Linked DNA regions of Mus musculus: regions 2, 3 and 4 are each linked to region 1. The links are chromatin contacts, called in public Hi-C and HiChIP or PLAC-seq maps. All regions are on one chromosome and are shown on one strand. The core of a region is the stretch at or near the end of the contact, and the rest is flanking DNA. Distances in the headings are between cores, read along the strand shown.

Region 1 (3,004 bases), core at 262-2,761:
GGAAGGGGTGGAAGTAATGAATACAAGTAGCCCCAGTGCTGGGAGCAAGATAAAAAAAGAAGAGAGACTGGATAGGATGCTACGGAGGTGAGTAAGACATCATAAATCAGTGTGTTAAGCCGAGGAGATCCCAGTGACTCAGTCTGGAGCACGACGTTGTCGTGGGCACCAGGCAAGCTTTACTTTAGTGGCCACAGGCTGCTCTCTGGGTGGCTGTTATTCTTATTGGAGCACATCTTTAGCTATCTGGTGGGGATGGTAGGACAACATAAAATTAATGGTGTCCGGCCTCCGGACGGTGTCCTCCGCTTCCACCGCCTCCGCAGATAGCCCAAACTGTTCATCCATCTCCTTCCCCCTACGGTAACTGGGGCTTCAAGGTCAAGTCACTCCGGCTGTGCGTGGCGGATAGAGGAGGAGGGAAGGGCAGACAAGCTTTGGGGGTTTGAGGGAGGGTTATGGTGAATCACAGATGCTCCTCTTAAGGGTAAATGTTTAATACTTCCCGAGGTCACTTTTCTGAGAATAACTCAAAGAGAGACACGCGAGAAAATAAAATTACAAGTGCGAACATGCGAACGATCAAAGAGAAAACAAGACCACACTCGAAGACCTCGCATGGGAGATCCATGGCCTCCTGTTGCCGGTCGCCCGGCGCAGAAAGTGGACAAACGGGCAGCCCAAGAGAAGCAAGAGCTAGAGAGCAAACCTTTCGGAGGGCCCCCTCCTGTCCTCCGGCAGCTCCGCTGACCCTTCCAACAAGCCTCCCTCCCGGTGTAAAAAGCAGGCTAAACGCCTGGGCCAACACCGGTCCCGGACAGAGGAGAACCGGGATGCTCCTGGGGAGGAGGGAGGAGTGGAGAATCTCCTTTCAGTCCCTACGCCTGGGTGAGGAGGGAGAAGGCTGGTCCAGCCCCGCGGTATCCAGCTTCCCAAATTAGGCAACCCCCCGCTCCGACCCGCGGAGAGCCGGTACCCTCATCTTGCCTTCCCCTCACCCCCCTGGTTATCCCTGGTCCCGCTAGGGGAACCTCGCCACTCTGGAGGAGAAAAAGGCAGGACTAGGAGTCCCGCAGCCCTCCGCCTCGGAGCGCCTCTGTGTGCCCCGGCGGCCCCAGCCCCGCGAGGGGCGGAGTGGGCGAGACCATCTCCAGCGCTGGCGAGGGGGGGAGACGAGGCGGGGCCAAGGGGCGGGGCCGCCTTGCCTGGTCCAGATTGCTTAGCCTCGGGAGAAGCCCGGTTTTCCAAGTGGATGAAGTTTTTTTTTTTTTTCTTTTGGAAGTGGGAGGAGCGTGTGGGGAGAGAGGGTGGGAGGAGACTCGGCGGGCGGCTCGGCCGGCGTCCAGGCAGCCCGGCGGCAGGGAGGGCGGGCTCGTCCCGGTAGTGAGGGTCGGCGGCTCCCCCTCCCGCAGGGCGGGGTGGTGCGTTCCGAGTTCCCAGGAGTTCGCGGCGGGCGGGGACCGCGGGGAGGGGAGTGGCGGCGGCGGGCGGCTCCCGCTTCAGCCTCGGCAGTGGCATCGGCGACGGCGGAGTCGAGGCAGCCGCGAGCGCTCGGCCGAGTGGCGGCGGGCGGCGACGGCGCAGGAGCCGGGGGTTGAGGACACGCGCGCTGGCCCTTCCGCGCCGCGGCCGCCGCCGCCGCCGCCACCCAGAGCCTGAGGCGCCGGGGCGCGGGCGAGCGGGTGGGCCGGGGCAAGGCGGGCATGGCGCGGACCCCGGGCCCGGCCCCGTTGTGTCCTGGAGGCGGCAAAGCACAACTTTCCTCGGCGTTTCCTCCCGCGGCCGGACTGCTGCTGCCGGCCCCGACGCCGCCGCCGCTGCTGCTGCTGCTTATTCCCCTGCTTCTCTTCTCCCGGCTCTGTGGTAGGTGAAGCGGGCGAGCGAGGGGTTGAGCAGGGCGGGCGCGGGCGGCGAGGCTAGCCGAGGCGGTTGTGCCGGGCGGTTGGCTGCGCGAGCGGCCGCCGCGGACTTTGCCTGGAAACTTTTCGCCGCGCCCCGGGCGAGGCCCGGGAAGGGCAGGGAGAGCGAACAGGGCGCCGACCGCTGGCTTCCCGCCCCCCGAGGCCGCGCGGGTCGTCGCGCTGGGCCCCCAGGGCTGGCGGTGGAGCTCGGTGCGCGGAGCCCCGCGTGCCCCGGGAACCGTTACTTCCGAGCTGATGCGCCGAAGCGGAGAGCGCGGACTTCTAGGCTGAGGTTAGGATGCCTGAGTGCATGTTGCCGCCTCCTCCTTTCTCTCCGATGAAACTTGAGCTGCAAGTCCGGAAACCCTGTGGACACTAGCCCAGCGCACTGTAGCCTTCGGGTCCACGCCTCCTGGCCTCCGGGAGAAGGCACCATCTTAAAAACCCACTCTGCGCCTGCATCCCCCTTCCAGCACGATTTGTGCCCTGGTAACCTTTGGATCTTTGGGTTGATCCCAGATGGTACCCTCACGCCGCCTTCCAGTTTTTGGACGTCCTTCACGCAGCCCCTGGTTATTTTAGAAGAAAACCTTGTTCTCGGGGACGCAAGATTTACCTTTTGAATACATATTGCACCTACTGTTCCCTGGCTGTTAAAACAAGTAGCCCCGGGTTTCTCCAGTGTGCCTCTTTTATTCCAGATTTAGGAGCTAATCTCTTTGTAAGTTCCGTTCCCGGAATCTGAGACTAGTTTTAGAGACCTACTTTTTTTTTTTAAGGAAGATGAAAATGAAATGATATATTTACTTTTCATGCTAGAGAAGTGGACGTGGTAATCAGTGGACAGCATTGATTTGGTGAAATAAAGCTACCAGTCAGTCTTAGGCTATTGAATGTCTGGGTAATATCAAAATGCCGCAAGGTGTTGTTCATTTAAGGATTGCTGACGGGAAAGATGGAGGAATACAACTTAGATTTAGATTTTTTTCAGACAATGGTTATCAGTGCATATGAAATCTTAAAAGCTGATGTACCCGTATTTATTATAAGGGAGAGATGTGAACAAATTTCCTTAGTGCTCTGATGCAGAAGAAAGAAAAATC
Region 2 (3,013 bases), core at 222-2,721, 180 kb before region 1:
CTGAGGTGTTTTCTATACCTCATCTGTAAGCTCTTTTGTGAGAGGTGAGGAATTCCACGAGCATTATCTAATACACACCACCTCTCCCTTTATGTGCCTAAGGAAAGAAAAGGTCTAAGACATATTCATAGGAAAGAAAAACAAGAAAAATGATACCATTCAAGCAGACGTCAGGTAGAGTATCAGTGTAGCCTCATGAAAAGAACACCTCCCCTGAATTCTTAGTGTGGGCTGAATGGTGAGCCAGGGAGCTAGCTGGGATCCTGGCATTCTGGCACTGATACAAACCTGCAAAAAAGAAAAAATCAGACTCAGAAGCACACCAGTGACACACGTATAATCATGATGGGAAGTTTATGAGTTATTTACTCAGCAAGCTTGAAAATATCAAAGGATGAGTTTGCCTCTTATTAGCATGAAGCCTTTTAAAATGACACTCATGAAATTCTTCCTGCCCTTTTATTTGCAATTCATCTCTGAAGCACCTCTGTATTACATCTTGAATTACAGAACCACCCACAAACTTCATCTTCTTCTTCGGCAAATATTGATTTCTGCCCATCACCTAAGCCTGAGCATTTTGGATAGAGTGCGCGTGAATGTCATGTTGCTTTTTGGGGGCTGCAAGAACCTAATAAATGAGATATCCTTGGGAACTATGCACTATTCTGAGGTGCAGTCACAGCTTTTGGAAGGTGTCATTCAAATGTATGAAGCACCTTGTTCCAGATAGTTTTTGTCGACTTAACATAAATGATACTCACCTGGGAAGAAGGAGCCCTAGTTGAGGAATTGCCTCTATCAGATTGGCCTGAAAGTATGTCTGGAGGTATTTTCTTAATCTCTAAGTGATGTAGGAGGTAGCAGTCCTTGGTGGATGGTGCCATTATAAGGATAGAAGCTGAGAAAGCTACACAGAGCAAGCCAGTAAGCAGCATTCCTTATGGTCTCCGCACCAGTTCTTGGCCCCAGGTTCCTGCCTTAAGTTCCTGTCCTGATCTTCCAACAGGAAAGACTGTAACTTGAAGTATGAAACCAAATAAACTCTTTCCTTCACAGTTGCTTTCGGTTACTGTGTTTATCACAGCTAGAAAGTGAATACGGATACAGTTCCACTGCTCTCCAGGTGCTTGAGTGGAGACATGGAGTGATACTGTATAAGAGCCTGTCCATCTTCAGGGGCCTACCTTCAAGAACTATTCTCATCTGTGAGCAGCAACAGAGGGCCTCATGCTGTTCTCTGTCAACAGCAGACTCTTGAGGAGGATAACCAGTTAGCTTGTCATTCAAGTAAACTCCCCTAAGGCCTCAGGCCAGAAGAGCCACTTCTCTTGCAGAGTCCTGCTCCATCTCCTCTCAGGACAAGTCAGAGAAATTATTGGAAAGGAGCAAAAGCCTTTCTCAGAAGTTAGAGGAGCTAGCCCATTCTGTGGGGAGATGAAGCATAAAAACAATGGGTAGGAATGAGCACAGACAGGAAAGGAAACTAAAAAATGAGCTAATAGGCAGTGAGAAGATTGCAGTGCTTAGAGGAACAGGCTTCAATTTGCTTGCAAAGCAATCTTTGGGAAAGACGCCAGACTTTGTGTAAAGGACGCACAGTATAAAGCAAGGGAGGGAAGTCTGCACTTCTTGTATCACTTTAAAATCTATTTGATCTTGAGGAAATCAGTTATGTTTCCTAGTTATATAGTCTATCATTTAATAATAGCACTAATGAAGTGTTTAGAAGTAATAAAGAGTTTTCTTTTTTATTTTTTATTAGATATTTTCTTCATTTACGTTTCAAATGCTATCCCCTTTCCTAGTTTCCTCTCTGAAAGTTCCCTATACCCTCCCACCGCCCTGCTCTCCAAACCACACAATCCCACTTCCTGGCCCTGGCATTCCCCTATACTGGGGCATATAATCTTCGAAAGACCAAAGGCCTCTCCTTTCATTGATGGCCGACTAGGTTTTCTTATTGATCATACTTTACTACAATGGAACATTATGGGAATAAGAAGGAAAAGGCATAGCAGAAAGACCACGCAGGCTGTTTTCATGAGCATCTATATGATATGCTTGGGCTCCATTCATTTTATTCTTGACCTACAAGGTAGCTAGTCACATTGAACCCAATTTACAAGAGATATGTGGAAGTCAAAATGGATATGTATAATATATCTGATGGCATCCTACTCCAAAGTGTTGTAAACAGAATTTAGTCTAGGGCATTTTTCAGAATCCAAAAACTAAATATAATAAGGTAACTATTTTCACAAGACAATAATAAAAATATAGAAATAACAGAGAATCAGTACTAAATTCTGATGAAATCATATTTCTCAGCCTCAAGATTGCTTTCATATTTCTACTGTAAGCAAGACATTGTTGAGAACTCATGAACTCATTATCAGTCAGTTCACATACATTGCTTTGGACTGTGTTAGCTTGCCTGTCTCTGTCTCACTTACAGTGGCTTGTAGCATCCACCTGTGGGAGACATCAGAACGCAGGATTTTATGACCGTCCCTGTTCTCTTATGTACTAGGAATACCCTTCTCTACCCTTTCAAGTGAGGCCAGGCTGTAAGAACTATAACAGCTGATAACACATGGGTGCCATGCCATTTTCTCACAAAAGCCTTAAAAACAAGTATGTGGTTTGGCATCGTTTCTTTTGATCTGCATCAAGGTGATCATCAATTGTTCCTAGGTGTGGCATCAGCCCACAACCTGATGTGAAGTAATGTGTCATGGTATTCTTCACTGGCAAGCATCTGATATTTAGTATGGGGAAGGAATCTTTTCCCAGGCTAAGACTCTACAGTTTGTAAACTGTTGTTACTGCAATACGATCTACCCTACCCTGACTAATACACAGCCCTACTAATCATAAATAGAAGCAAAATCAGAAAACAATATATGCATTATTTTAGCAGAAAAGTTTGTCAACCAAGTGAATTAAGTACCTCAAAAGCAGTGAGAGGTTTGATAATGGTTTAGGTGATGGGTGATAAGATGTGGTCTAC
Region 3 (2,700 bases), core at 24-2,523, 210 kb before region 1:
ATTTTTAGATATGTCTTCATTTGCACAGCTTTAGTGTGTATGGCTTGGCTCTACACAATGACTTAATAAGAATTCCAGATGTCCTGATAGGAACAGATGTAAGCAGTAGATGGACCAGAAAAAGAAGAGCTATCTCTTAAGAAGCCAGAGGTCCTGTCTGGCTACAGGAAGTGGCCACTTCAGGCTCCATATCCCCCACTACTAGGAGTTTCAGCTAGAGTCACCCCCAAGACACCCTTGAGTATCCACCCTATTCCAGGTCTCTGGCACATCCTAGAGATATTATGCTTCCCCCCACCTCCAATTTCTGTTCTATGTCCCCTGCTCTCACTATAACAGATCCCCACCACCACACCCTGCTCCCATCTATATTCCCTCTCCCACCGAGTTCCCTGCCTCCATACACCTTCAATATATATTTTATTTCACTTTCTGAGAAAGATTCAACCATCCTCCCTCAGGACTTTCTTGTGGTTAACCTGTACTTTATGACTAATATCCATATAACATAACGTAATATGCATGTTCTTTTGGGTCTGGGTTACCTCACTCAGGATATTTTCTAGTTCTGTCCATTTGTCTACAGAACTCATGATGTCTTTCTTTTTAATAGCTGAGGAGTATTCCATTGTGTAAGTGAACCACATTTTCTTTATCCATTCTTCAGTTGAGGAGCATCTAGGCTGTTTCCAGTTTCTGGCTATTATGAATAAAGCTGCTATGAACACAATTGAACAAGTGTCTTTTTGAGATGGTGGAAGATCTTTTGGGTATATGCCCAGGAGTGGTAAAGCTGGGTCTAGAGGTAGAAACGGTTCCCAATTTTCTAAGAAACTATCAGATTGATTTCAAAAATGGTTGTAGAAGTTTGCACTCCCACCAGCAATGAAGGAATGTTCCCTTGCTCTACATTCTCACCAGCATGTGCTGGCTGTCCCTTGAGGTTTTTATCTTAGCCATTCTGATGGTTGCAGGGTGGAATCTCAGAGTTGTTTTGATTTGCATTTTCCTGATGACAAAAGATGGTGAACAATTCTTTAAGTATTTCTCAGACATTAGAGATTCCTTTGTTTCACTCTGTACCCCATTTTAATTTAATTTGGGGATATATATTATTGGCAGTGGAGGGATAAAGACAAGCAACCCACTCACAAAACCTTTGACCCAAAATGTTTCCTGTCTGCAAAATGTGCAGGGACAAAGACAGAGCAGAAACAGAGGGAATGACTAACCAATGACTGGCCCAAATTTCAACCCATTCCATGGGCAAAACCAACCCAGACATTATTAACAATGCTGTGTTATGCTTGCAGACAGGAGCCTGGAATAACTGTCCCCTGAGAGGATCCACCTAGCAGCTGACTCAGATAGATACAAAGACTAAACATTAGATGGAGCTTGGGGAGTCTTGTGGACGAGTGGGGGAAGGATTGAGGGTGTGGAAGTGGACAGGAACACCACAAGAAAACCAAAATAGTCGACTAACCTGGATCCTTGGGGGCTCTCAGAGACTAAATCACCAACCCTAAATCACCAACCGAAGAGCCAGGACAGGTTGGGCCTAAGGGCCTTGCACATATGTAGCAGATAAGCAGCTTGGTCTTCCTGTGGGTCACCAAACAACTGGATTGGTGGCTGTCCCTGAATTTGTTTCCTGCCTATGGATTCTGTTCCCCTAACTGGGCTACCTTCTGTGGCTTTAGTGAGAGAGAGGATGTGCCTAGTCCTGCAATGACTGATGTGAGAGGGCTTCCCTTCTCAGTGGAGGAGTTCGGGAGAGAAGCTGCAAGAGCGGGGACTAGTAGAAGAAGGGCTGTTATTCAGATGTAAAGTGAATTAATTAATTAATTAATTAATTAAAACCCAGAAGGTAAGTGAGGATGAGACAGGGGTGGGGGTGGAGGAATTGTTAACGAGCACAGCAGATTTCAAATGTTTACACTCAGCTTTCTAAGGCCCAGAAGGTACCAGTAATCTGGTGATTCTCCAACGCACACTCCCAGGAGAGTGTTGTCAGTCAATAGTCTATGAATGCATTAGAGAGCATCTTTAGCATCACGCTAGTTAAAAGCTAAACAGGACTCAAGATCAACAGAAGATATTCTCTTGAGCAAAAAGGAATTTTAACTGGTGTTTCCAGTCATATTTTTTGCCAGCCTTGCCTTTGACCTTATTTTGTGGATCTCCCCAGTAGCATCAGCCTTTCCCTTCCTTCTGGTTTCATTACATCAGTGTTTAAACTTGGTCATAACAGTTTTCTTTGAAAATATGCTGTGTTTGTCCTGCTAGACAATATTTTGCTGGTAGTGATGACTTCTTCCTCAGATGTCCTATGGCTTGCGCTGTCGTCATTTCTATACGTATGGATAAAGGTTGGTTTTATCCATAGACTGTTTTTTAATCTAAGCTCCCAGGCGGGATCTTGTCTCACAATCCACTCCCTAACCAGTCAATCCATAGCTAGTCAATCAAGACACATCATCTAATCTCACAGTAACCAGTTTATTCAAAACAAACTGGTCATTTTTTTCCCCTGTATTAGTTGGGTTTCTATTACAGGGATAAAATCATGCCCAAAAGCAGCTTGGGAAGGAAATGGCTTATATAAGATGAAATGTAGTATTTCATCTTATATTTCTAGGTAACAATTCATCACCTAGGGAAATCAGGAAAGGGAATAAAGCAGGAACATGGATGCAG
Region 4 (3,026 bases), core at 471-2,970, 160 kb before region 1:
GTCGAGCTAGTTCCTGTCTTAGAGCCTTCACCCCTACTGACTAAACCTATGGTACTGGGAGCTACTTTGAATGTTACCAAAGGAGGAAGGTAAATATCAACCTAGATGCAAAACCTTCAGTCTACAATGGAGACCTTCCTGCAAGATAAGATGGGATAACACTGGCACAAAACTTGTGGGAGTAACCAACAAAGATTTCATTTGATTTAAGGCTCACATTCTAAGTTGGAACCTATACCAGTTCCTGCTTGGATGACCAAGATCCTGAGACTAGACAAGTCAGGCACTTAGGGAAAACCATATACTAATTTTCTGCTAAAGGAATATAGCAATAAAATGACTCCTAGCAACATTCTGCTATACTCATAGATCAGTGCTCAGCTATTATCGGAGAAGCTTTCTCCTGAAGCAAATGGGAGCAAATATCTGCCATAGTCAGTATTATGCAGAAAATAAGCGACCTTGGAACACTCAGCCCTAAAAAGAATGTCTACAGCAAATCCCGACTGATCAGGGCTCAGGGACTCTGCAGAAGAGAAGGTGGATTGTAAGGTCCAGAGCAGATGGAGAACGCCAAGGATATAAAATCTTATAAACACAGCAAGACTAACACACATATGAACCCCTAGAGACTATAGCAGCATGCACAGAGTCTGTGTGGTCTGTACCAGATAGGATCCTAGAGCTGATAGAAGTAGACACATACTCCCATCGCTAACACAGAAGCTATCACCAATTAATAACCCCTTACAAATAAAAATTTGGTTTTCTACAATTAAGTCTCACTGGGAAAACAAATCACTCTTAAGGGTAAGCTGTATGCCAAGCAGTAGATGGCCAACAAAATATTAACTCAACAACACCTTTGGGGATTCGTTGTCTCATAATGTTGTTTAAGAACATGCAAAAAAAAACTGTTAACCTTAAAAATCCTAACAGTTTGTACTATGATCCCCAGTTTTATGTTTTTATGGGATTTGTGCATATTTGACTGTGTTTCTGGGTCTATATGTGTGTCTCATGCTCTTTTTTGGCCTCTCTTTCTTCTGTTTGTTCTGTTCTACTCCAAATTTTTTGCTTGTTCATTTTTTGCTCTATCATATTTTATTTTATTATTATTCCATAGATGCCTGTTCATTTTCTATGGAGAACCAAAATGGGTGTGACTGGGACTAGAGGGAAGGTAGGGAGGAACTGAGAGGAATTGCAGGAAGAGAAATCATAGTAAAAATTATTGTATGAAAAAAATCTACTTTCAATAAAAGAAAAACATAGTCATTATATGTAGCCTGCTTTTATTTGCCATACCTGTGGATAAGTCATGGTTCACAACTGTCACAGAAGGGAAAATATCCAAAGCCTTGGTTTTACAAGATTGCTGGAGTATCGTGCCTTGGAGAAGACAATGGGGCAAATGAGCAGTAGCTCCTTAGCTTCCTTGTTCCCCATTGTTTATGGTGTGGACATCAGATCTTAAACTCTATAACACTAAGTATCTGGTTCTGTACCTATCATTCCCCACTCGCAGAAGATAGGGAACCAGGCTACACTAGCACTATTGTAACAGAGGACCTCTGGTCAACTGAAAAAGACCAGAAAGTGACACCACCAATCTTGGCTAGCCTCTTCTAATTCTCCATGGTGATGGTAATGATCATGCTAGTCCTTCCAAACTGATACTTCAAATGCTAATTAGCTCAATGGAACTTTCAGTTCGAGCTTAGAAGAACAAGGACTGGCAGGACTGAGTCATCCCTCATCGAATGTGCTCCCGTGCCAACCACAGCAAAGCCATGACTAGCCACAAAATTTGACCAGAAAAGAAGTTACAGGTTAGAATGTTGACTGTAGCTTATAACACTGAGAGAACGGAGGGGTAAGCTTTGATTTGACAGATTCTCTGAATGCTAGTCTCATACAGGATCTGATTGCTTGCAAAGTTCCACTGAAACTAGGCATATCCCAGTGACTGTAGTAATCAGTCACAGCCAACTACAATGCTTTGAGATCAATCTGTTGTGGTTGGGTTAGAGACATCACCAGACCACACCTCAAACACTTGGAGGTGTTATTATAAAGTGGCAGCCAGAAGATGTAGTTTCTGTAATCAGAATCTTTATGGAATTATGGATGACTCTTTTCATTTGCTAATTATGTAGCTAAATATTCACAGTCTACTGTGCAAAAGAGGCAATACCACTGGGAGTCTAATAAAGAGCTCTGGTAGATTATTGTACACTGCCCTAATATGAAGGAATATAAGAGGGGAACAGATGCCGGGGCCTAGCAAACACAGAAGTGGATGGTCACAGTCAGCTATTGGATGGGTCACACGGCCCCTAATGGAGGGAGCTAGAGAAATTACCCAAGGAGCTAAAGGGAACTGCAACCCTATAGGTGGAACAACAATATGAACTAACCAGTACCCGGGAGCTCTTGTCTTTAGCTGCATATGTATCAAAAGATGGCCTAATCGGCCATCACTGCAAAGAGAGGCCCATTGGACTTGCAAACTTTATATGCCCCAGTACAGGGGAACGCCAGGGCCAAAAAGGGGGAGTGGGTGGATAGGGGACTGGGGTGGTGGGTATGGGGGACCTTTGGGATAGCATTGAAAATGTAAATGAGGAAAATACCTAATTAAAAAAAAAAGAAATCACAAAAAAATAAAAAATAAAAAATAAAAAAAAAAAAGAGGGGAACAGTACATGTCTTCTGCTAACTCAGTACAAATGAATTTTCTAGAACTCTGCTCTGGTAGGCTGTATGAGTAGTTTGCAAGTCATCTATGCACAATAGGAAACTAGAACTTGTCATTAGAACATGAACACCTTATGAGTAAAGGTGAAAAGTAAGAAACTTGGAATCCTGGCATTTGTACCATACAAATAGACTAAAGAGATTAGACATAAAAAGAAGCCTGACCACACAAGTACCTGTGTGTGTGTGTGTGTGTGTGTGTGTGTATGTGTGTGTGTGTGTGTGTGTGTGTGTGTGTTTATTTCATATGTGCACTTACATGCATC

The links. A called contact is a pair of places that touch in the nucleus more often than the background predicts. HiChIP or PLAC-seq counts read pairs in DNA pulled down with a chosen protein or histone mark.
Region 2: a Hi-C map of uterus shows a contact between it and region 1, with 2.7 times the contacts expected there. The contact joins the enhancer-like site here to the promoter of Nectin3 in region 1. A contact is called at or near these places in 3 of 39 promoter capture datasets (the 3T3-L1 cell line and liver), 3 of 484 Hi-C or Micro-C datasets (cerebellum, myocytes and uterus) and 3 of 115 datasets of contacts at active chromatin or transcription factors (embryonic limb bud and embryonic stem cells).
Region 3: a contact with region 1 is called in an H3K27ac HiChIP or PLAC-seq map of embryonic fibroblasts, with 3 times the contacts expected there. The contact joins the enhancer-like site here to the promoter of Nectin3 in region 1. A contact is called at or near these places in 7 of 39 promoter capture datasets (the 3T3-L1 cell line, cranial neural crest, frontonasal cranial neural crest and 3 more), 6 of 484 Hi-C or Micro-C datasets (adipose-derived mesenchymal stem cells, cerebral cortex, cortical neurons and 2 more) and 1 of 115 datasets of contacts at active chromatin or transcription factors (embryonic fibroblasts).
Region 4: a contact with region 1 is called in an H3K27ac HiChIP or PLAC-seq map of neural progenitor cells, with 4 times the contacts expected there. The contact joins the enhancer-like site here to the promoter of Nectin3 in region 1. A contact is called at or near these places in 1 of 39 promoter capture datasets (liver), 4 of 484 Hi-C or Micro-C datasets (cerebellum, embryonic stem cells, muscle stem cells and 1 more) and 4 of 115 datasets of contacts at active chromatin or transcription factors (embryonic stem cells, kidney and neural progenitor cells).

Annotation. Positions count from the first base shown.
Region 1 is chr16:46,495,474-46,498,477 of GRCm38.p6, reverse strand. Nectin3 (nectin cell adhesion molecule 3) reads left to right here and starts at 1,511. Exons shown (of 6, transcript NM_021495.4): 1 at 1,511-1,863. The coding sequence starts at 1,704.
Region 2 is chr16:46,676,374-46,679,386 of GRCm38.p6, reverse strand. No RefSeq gene overlaps it. Among named protein-coding and RNA genes, the nearest start is that of Nectin3, 180 kb to the right of the region's middle. Within about 2 kb of position 1,471, at least 1 of the 459 cell types and tissues checked has an H3K27ac peak or open chromatin away from gene starts, as enhancers often do. A contact at or near this core is called in uterus, where this site is marked.
Region 3 is chr16:46,701,769-46,704,468 of GRCm38.p6, reverse strand. No RefSeq gene overlaps it. Among named protein-coding and RNA genes, the nearest start is that of Nectin3, 210 kb to the right of the region's middle. Within about 2 kb of position 1,273, at least 7 of the 459 cell types and tissues checked have an H3K27ac peak or open chromatin away from gene starts, as enhancers often do. A contact at or near this core is called in adipose-derived mesenchymal stem cells and embryonic fibroblasts, where this site is marked.
Region 4 is chr16:46,653,950-46,656,975 of GRCm38.p6, reverse strand. No RefSeq gene overlaps it. Among named protein-coding and RNA genes, the nearest start is that of Nectin3, 160 kb to the right of the region's middle. Within about 2 kb of position 1,720, at least 2 of the 459 cell types and tissues checked have an H3K27ac peak or open chromatin away from gene starts, as enhancers often do. A contact at or near this core is called in neural progenitor cells, where this site is marked.